Linked DNA regions of Arabidopsis thaliana: region 1 is linked to region 2. A link is a contact called in public capture Hi-C data. All regions are on one chromosome and are shown on one strand. The core of a region is the stretch at or near the end of the contact, and the rest is flanking DNA. Distances in the headings are between cores, read along the strand shown. Region 1 holds the start of AT1G27090 (glycine-rich protein). Region 2 holds the start of TEM1 (AP2/B3 transcription factor family protein).

Region 1 (4,089 bases), core at 133-2,632, 420 kb after region 2:
GCTCAATCTCACCACAACTAAAGAAATGTGATTGTTAATTTCCTCCTTCAGATTAAGTAAGAGCTTTGCATACCACAAAGCCCTGAACTATATAGTATGTAATGAATCAGAACAACTAGTCCGCGAAATTCACTACCAATTTGATGAAAGTCAGAGACTTCAGGAAATCAACAAAACCTAATCTAAAGTGGATACCTTTTGCTGGTAATGCCCTGAAGCCTCCACGTCCACAGGCACCTGGTAAGAAGTATAGTTACCAGCTGCAGCCGCCACATCAACCGGAGCTTTCATTTCCGGAGTAGTGGTGAAATAGTCAGACGCCATAATCTTCTTCAACTTCTCTCTCAATGCAGCATCTGCATCACAAATCTAAGTAATCAACACAGAGAAACTAAAACACAGAGATGTAAGAGACAAACAGATTTAGGAATTTTTATTTTACATGAAGTATTGCAGTTTGATTCGATTGGCTGCTCGGAATTAGCTAACCATAGCTTAGCGTGCTCAACACAACGCTCCAAAGCGTTCTTGTGAGATAAGCTTGAATCCACCGGACGAGAAACCATCAGGCTCCAAAGCTGAGAAATAGAATCCAAATCCCGATCGCCGAGGAGATCAGTGGCATCATCGGTAACGTAATCGTAAGACAAGCAGCAACTTCTCTCATGAGTCCTGGTCAACATTATCGAAGTGAACTCGTTCTGTGACTTGACGTCGAAGAGTGAACCAAAGTAGAGGAAATTCACCAGATCCTCCAACTTAGCGCCATCATCGCCGCCGCTAACTTCCTGCGGGATATCAGTGACTTCCTTTTGCTCAGATGCGGTGGTTTGATCGGATGAAGCACGGTTAAGCTGAGTAGCGAGGCTGATTTCCTCTGTCACAGCGGCGGAGAGAGGAGCACGGATCTTTTCAAGCTCGTCGATTAGGATGACGACGGCAGGTTTAGAGCGGAGGACTTCTTCTTGCTCCTTGTTTAGGGTTTTGCCTTGAGAAATCGATTCTTCCATTTGAGTGATTCGGTTGTATTTCTTACGGAGAGCACGGAGACGCTTGTTGATGAGACCCATCACTGGTCCTTCAGAAGCTTCGGAGGAAGCAGTGGCGGCCATGATTATGGATTTGTGTAGGATTGTCGATAAAAAGAGGATCGAACTGACCGTATAGAAAATTCACCACCGTTGAGTAGCGGCGGCGGCAGTGGCGGAACAAGAGGAGGATTTGTTAGGGTTTTCAGAGAAATGGGGATAAGTTGAAGCGTCTGGTTTTTGGGTAGTGATAGTTTTGAGCTAAATATATAATAATTGATGAAAAATTCCAGTAATGCAAGTGAAATTATCCGTCTCAAAACAAAAGGAAAAAAATAAATAAATAGGAGTGTTCTATTTTCAACTATTTTGTGTAGATTTTTTCAAATTATTTTTGTGGATTACGTTTCTTGTATAAAAAAATTATTTGTCAATTTATTATTAGTTACTTGGAATGACATAGGGTATTTGTATTATTTTAAAATTGTATCAAGAGGCACTCTCTTTTCCTAAATGCAATACTTAATTTTATTAGTAAATATACCATTTAAAAGGGTAATATGTAAATAGGTAATTTTTGAAATACCATGTATATAATGACAAGTACATAGGTAATTTTTGAAATATCATGTAAATAATGAGTTTTAAGTTAAGAAATGAAATACGGTATTGTTACATAATAAAAACAGTTTGAAATTAAGATATTATCAAAGTTGTTAGGATATTGGGAAATATTCCACTTTTTTGGTGTACTTTAGATTCAATTTTATTCTAGATCCTTCTAGATACATAATGTTGTTTAAATATTCTGTAAGTAATTAGAAAACTCCAATCGTAGTATCGTACGTTTTTTTTTTTTTTTTCGTCAACGTAGTATCGTACGTATACATTAGGAATTATTCCTCTTTTTGTATATTCATTCTGTATATGACTTGATATTAAGGTCTTCGTATGCTTCATGATTTGTATTTTATGTTTAACGATAGCTTAATGGATACTTTAACTTGGAGATAGTTTCAACTTCTAACCCCTTTAACATTCGTGAATTGTGACAACAAAGTATTTATAAGATTTCTTGTCACAACTATCGTCTACTGGTCACTAAATCACTATATTAAGATAGGTGATTATTCTGATTTGGTTGTTCACGTCATCCAAACTAAATTTGGCTACATTCGAGTCATAATCTCCATTTACTAGTGAATAACTTATAAGAAATTAATGATTTTTGTTTATGAATCCATGCTCACACAAATAAACCCCCAAAATCCAAATGTTCGTTTACAAAGAAATCGCTTATTTACAAAAACAAACTTGTATTATATTCCCCCAAAAAATAATTTATAAGTCCTTCCTATTATCAAAACTCTTACAAATAGTCTATAGATTAAGCAAGGTTCATGTGCCGACGCCTTTTTTCAATCTATGTAACAACGAGTCTTGTACCAACTACCAACTCTTACTATCTTCTTATACGGTTCATATCATATGCTTCACCAAACAATCACACAATCACTCATTTCTAATTGTCTCGGGTCGATTCTAGAGGCTCGCGCTGGAGGGTAGTAAAATGACATGCAATGTTCCGTTGTTAGGAGGAAGTTGCAAACGAAGAGGAAACAGCTTGCCGTTTAAAGGACTACGAGTACACACCACAGCGTCTTCCATGCACGTTTCTTCTCGCAATGTCTGAGTCAGCTCCGCCACGCTATTTCCTTTAAACGTGAAAGCATATCCAACGGTTGTTTCATCTTCCACGTGTCCTTCCTCGTCAGCGACATGGTAATATATGGTTCGTCCATCAGATTTAGGCGGAGACTCAACCGACTGGTCAAAATCAAAATCAAAATTTTCAATAACCGGAAAACGGTACAACTGTAATTTTAAACAAAACCAAAGGTGTTTTAGGAATTTAGGAAAAGTACTCACATCTGAATCGGATCTGTCTGAAAGAGAAGACGAAGTCCTTGGAGACTCAGCCGACAACGGCGAACTCGTCGGTCTCCGATGCGGCGGTGGAGACGTCGTCTTCGGTGGCGGCGCTTTCGCAGACTCCGTCTTGAATTCGGAATCAGTCAAGATCTCAACAACATCAACATCCCAAGAAATCGAATCCTGAGTAGCAGACAAATGAGGAACGTCGTGTGTGACCGAGTTTCTCCAAGGAGGAAGACCACCATTACCTCGTAAATAGTTACCAGATCTAGTCCTAAGCTTAATCTTAGACCCTTCTCTAAGCGGTTCCCACTCAACAGACGAATCAACCCGACTCAGTTTCAACTGAATCACTTTCTTCCCCGTAGCCCCGAGCAAGAACCGCTCGTTAGAAGCGGTTAAGTACTTACCGTAACAGCTTTTAAGACGAATAACATGGAAAGAATCACGAACCGGTTCGACGGTCCATCGAGCGTTTTTGGTAGATCCGTTACGGTTTTGAGTTACGGTTTCTTCATCGTCGTCTGCTGTTAGATACTTGTTGTGACTGTTACGCATTCGAATAGCTTTTGCTTTCTGGAAAAATTCCATTGCTGAGACAGATACTGGTGTTTCTTTTTGGTTGAAGCTACTCGCCGTCGACTTCTGTAACAACAGAGAAGGGGAAATGAGCGAATAGTGATAAGAAGAAGAAGAAGAAGAAGTGAGAGATATGGTTATTTTATATGTGTGGTGGATCTGACACTGGACTGGTCTAAATTGGGTTTTTTAGTTTTTTACGGTTACGCGGACTAGGTAAGGTAAGAAATCTGGAAAAGTCGTTGCTAGCTGGATTAGAGCGCGTATCTAATATCCACGTCAGCAGAAATTTATGATTTGGATTTCTTTCCTTATTAGTATTTGTTAGAGCTTGTAACGCGTTGTTGTTTCACGTGTTTTGGATTTTGTTACTTTGTAATGTTTGTAAATCTTGAGATTAAAGTTAATTACGAGGATTCCAAGACACCAACTATTGTTAATTTAAACAGATTTTCAAGAAACAAAGCAGGATTTAGATTGTAACTAAAGTTTGTATTTGATTATATATAAAAAAATCAATGCTTTGAATTTTTCTTTAAAAAATTTG
Region 2 (4,172 bases), core at 20-2,519:
GTCTGAACCGGACTAGACCGGACTTTCCAGTGGATATACAATTGCCGGTCTGGTCCGGTTGATCTCTCGAAACAAACCACATCACCGGCTCGAAGATTCTTCTCTTTAACGAACCGGCTCCAGCCCTTGGTCAACACGTAACTTTGACTGCTGTTCCAGTAACTGTAACGGAACCGCCACACTTTCCCTGTTCTATCTTCCAAGTTAATCAAAACGCCTTTCGTCGGAGACGGATTCATCCCCATCGCCGTCGTCATCGCCGGTAACGGAAAATGCTTCTCCGCGTGTTGTTTCGGTATCACTAAACGGTTCAGCTTCCCGACGTCGCTCGGCGTAACAGTCTTCTCGAACAAAACCTCACGCGCTCTCAAAACAGCGTCGTTTCCGTACGTCGCCGTCTCCAACCCAGAGCGTTTTCCGTCGCCGTTAACAAACTTCCGTCTACTCTGCTCAAACTCATCGGCGTAAGTGTGTTTCCTCAACATATCCACGATCTCAGCTTTAGAATGAGCGTCAAGAAAAGCCGATTCGGCGTCGTTTCCATCAACTTGAGATTTGAAGTTAGTGACGGCGTCGCGGCCGCGGAATCTCCTCACGGCGATGTCGTAAGAAGACGCAGCTTCTTCTTCCTCGTTGAAAGTACCGAGCCAAACTCGCTGATGCTTCTCGTAAATCTGAGCTCCCCATCTTCCGTTAGGCTGAGGCACAACGCCTTTATATTTCGACGAAGGAAGCTTACGTGACTCGGTCTCGACGCCGTTCTCTGAATCCAAAACGACGCTGCTTCCGCCGCTTCCCATTCTGTAGAGACGCATCGACGTCGCCGGCGGAGAAGAGAGTTTCTTCTCCGTCGTCGTTGTCGGCTTTGGAGTAGTAGAGATGGAGAGAGATTCTGACGTTGTACTACTGTCGTCTACACAGCTGTATTCCATATTTGTTGTGTTTGTGAGAGAGAAACAAAAAAAGAAGAAGAAATGGGTTAAGTTTTTGTTGCTTTATGAAGAGATGGGGTTTGGAGTTTATATATATACACAAGGAAGTGCATGTACGTTGTTGATATTATTTGTTTTGTTTTGTCAAAATTGAATAGGATAATAAGAGATAAATGTAAAATGTGGGTAATGTATGTGTATTTATGAAAGAAAGGTGAAAATAAAATAAAAGAGAAAGGAGAAGAGGTGCAGAGGAGTAGGGTCAAGTCTTGCAACAAATGGCAAAATGTGTTTTGTAGAGGAAGTTTCGTGGGAAGAGTCCAAAAATATGTGTGCTAGTGTCATAAAGTTTTATTTTATTTATTACATTCGTACTAATTTTGGTACCTTTTGATTAGTCCTTTTTTTATAATCTTGTTGTTGCCATAATTAGTCCCTTCATATGGTAATAAACTAATAATATATTACGTGTAACATGCGTCTATAAAAAATTTACAGAGAACGTGAACATCAATAGATGAATTTTTCTTAATGTTTTCACTAAAGGACAAAGAATAATTACAACACTAGCAATGAGATTCTTGATGTGGTTAAGAATGGTAAATAGGGCTAAGAAAAACCACATTTGACATTTCGCCCGATATTATTGATGTTTTTTTAAGAGAAAAGAAGTTTCCAAAAATCGAATGGTCCATACAAGAATAGTAGTAGAAAGATATGTAAAATTATTGAATAGAGTTGACTCGTTGAGAGATAGAAAAATGAGTAATGGGCGATGTGTAATAGCACAAATGGGGATAGAATAGAGGGCCAAGTGGGAAGGGGGTTCACATGAGATTTGGACCTTTTGTTTTGTTTTGTTGTGATTCTCTAATTAAATAGTGCATCCCCCCTTTGATCATGAGGCTTTTCTTGAAACTATATTCGTCCTTCCATATTTGGAACATGACGTGTCTCTTTACATATTTTGCTTTAGTTGGGGAGGTCTTGATCATTAGGTTCTCTTATGTTTCCTACAAGTCCTTACCTAGTTTGGTTTTTATCCCCTAAGCACTTTCTTTGTACGTAGAATCATAGTACGTATTGTTGCCTTTCTTACGCATTGTCTTCCTTTACGCTCAATTTCTCAAATTAACCAATACCACTCAAATAGGATATGTTTTCCATCCTAATTCCTAAAGTGACTTGTTCGAAACATATAAGAACAACTATTATTTTGACGGGTATGAAATGAGACGACCTATAATAATATTTTGAGATAATGATAAGACAACGTTGGAATACGCCAGCAAAGCCAAGACTCGTGATCTAATTGCCCACTATTTTCGGTTTACAAAGAGAAACAACATATCTTATTGATCTTATTAGAGTGACTAGTCCCTTCTTATCTATGCACGAAGCTTTGTTTAAGATCACATATTTTTAATAAAGATACATGAATGACGTCCTAATATTGTTATAGTTCTCGAATAAGCATCAAACGGTCAGATTTAGTTCTTCGTGGCTTCGTTATTTGATCATAAAAATTAATCCTTCTATGATCCACCAAATTAAACATATAACATTTTTATCAAATTGTACTACTATTTGATATTATATACGCATAACAAAGTACTGCATGCAGATTTATTCGACTATTTTAAAAAGTAGTGAGACTTAGTTGATGTTCCCACTTGCATTGGAACTATGCTTTTATTGGCTGAACTAAATAAACCAGATTCGTCCTAAACCATCAAACTCTCCTCTGTTTCTCTTTTGTTTCATTATATAGTTTTTTTCTTTCTATTTAATTTATTATACCTACATAATTTTAAAAAACTTATATCCACGTCGTCGAAGATAAAACTAACACAGTTGCCCTAGTTTGAATGCAAAACTTAAAACGTCAACTTTTTGTTGTTTTGATCAGTTTTCATAAGCAATAACTAATGAGTTCAAACATAATTATTGCTCAATTATATGAATTGGACTTAAATATTTAAGATATCAAGAATGGGGACAAGAAGAACAACATGATATAATACATTGTACATATGTGAAGGGGGGAGATGAATCATAAACCCAATGTATTTTGCCCATGAGCCATATTCTTGTACGGAGCAGAGTACCTAATTTTTCCACTTTTATATTGGTCCTACCTTCTTCCCTCAGATGTTTATCCATTTTGTTTGAAACAAAAGTAATACTTATCCCCTTTTTAAAAGATGAGCATATATATACTTGTTGAATAACCCTATCATTTCCTCAAATAAAATAGTATTTATAAGTCTTCTGTTGAAGATAATGATCTCAAGGACTTAAAGCTTAAAACCGAGCTAGTCAATGAACCATTTGATTAGTGGGTCACATACTCATCAGAGCTCCATTATATTCTACCGAAAAAAATCAAAATTCTGAAATGGAAAGATAAAATAGTTGATGTGTGACATTAAATAGATTAATTTTTAAAAAGTGATTTCATATTATCTTGGATCTTTATCAAACAACAACAAGCTAAAATGAGTTTGGTGTGTATGTATATATCAACGAACTTTATAAGGATATTTTAAATCTAGTACCACCGGATACAAGTTTAGATTTAAGGAAATTTATGTATCACGTCTCATTAACTTGCAATTGGTTATATCATCCACATCATTGACCTTCTTATGTCGAAACTTTATAATAGTAGGCTCTTTGTTTTTTTGGTCTGATCTTACCTTACTTTATCTAAAATTTCGATTAAACAGTAATTTGCGTTTGCCTAAAAATACAATGTTGGTCCGTCTCAATTATTATCAAAAGTTATATCACTTTTGGTGGAAAATTAATCGGAAGATAGATAGACTCATGTGTTGAATACATGTAATTAACATGCAAGATTGCCACATAACATAAATTAGTTGAGAAGGGTTTGGTGTAACTGGAAACGGTGTCGTTTCATTGAAGAATTGGGCCATGCAATATTGCAAGTGGGAAGACAACGAGTGAGATATGTTTCCAAGGACGAAAAGGTCAGCACTCAGCACCATCCTCCTCATAATTTCTTCTATCTGGACCCAAACTTCATCCTATTTTTAGTAATATTACAGTTCCATCTCAGTCGTTCATTTTAGATTCTTATCTTCCATTTTGGTATAATCAAGAGAATAATATATACATTACTCACAGATATATCAGTCTATAATAACATGAGAGTATTTTTGTATTGGGGATAATCAGGTTGGCCAAACAAATCAACTCAAATCCAGTGGAGTAGTA

Evidence for each region. Capture Hi-C pulls out chosen DNA fragments and counts their contacts.
Region 1: a contact with region 2 is called in a capture Hi-C map of seedling, with 1.8 times the contacts expected there. A contact is called at or near these places in 1 of 26 Hi-C or Micro-C datasets (shoot) and 1 of 3 other capture datasets (seedling).

The regions. Positions count from the first base shown.
Region 1 is chr1:9,404,987-9,409,075 of TAIR10.1, forward strand. It overlaps AT1G27090 (glycine-rich protein), which reads right to left and starts at 1,383. Exons shown (of 4, transcript NM_102471.5): 1 at 443-1,383; 2 at 196-356. The coding sequence starts at 1,112. It overlaps AT1G27100 (Actin cross-linking protein), which reads right to left. Exons shown (of 3, transcript NM_102472.4): 2 at 2,958-3,608; 3 at 2,099-2,855. The coding sequence ends at 2,571.
Region 2 is chr1:8,982,045-8,986,216 of TAIR10.1, forward strand. TEM1 (AP2/B3 transcription factor family protein) reads right to left here and starts at 1,270. Exons shown (of 1, transcript NM_102367.3): 1 at 1-1,270. The coding sequence starts at 932.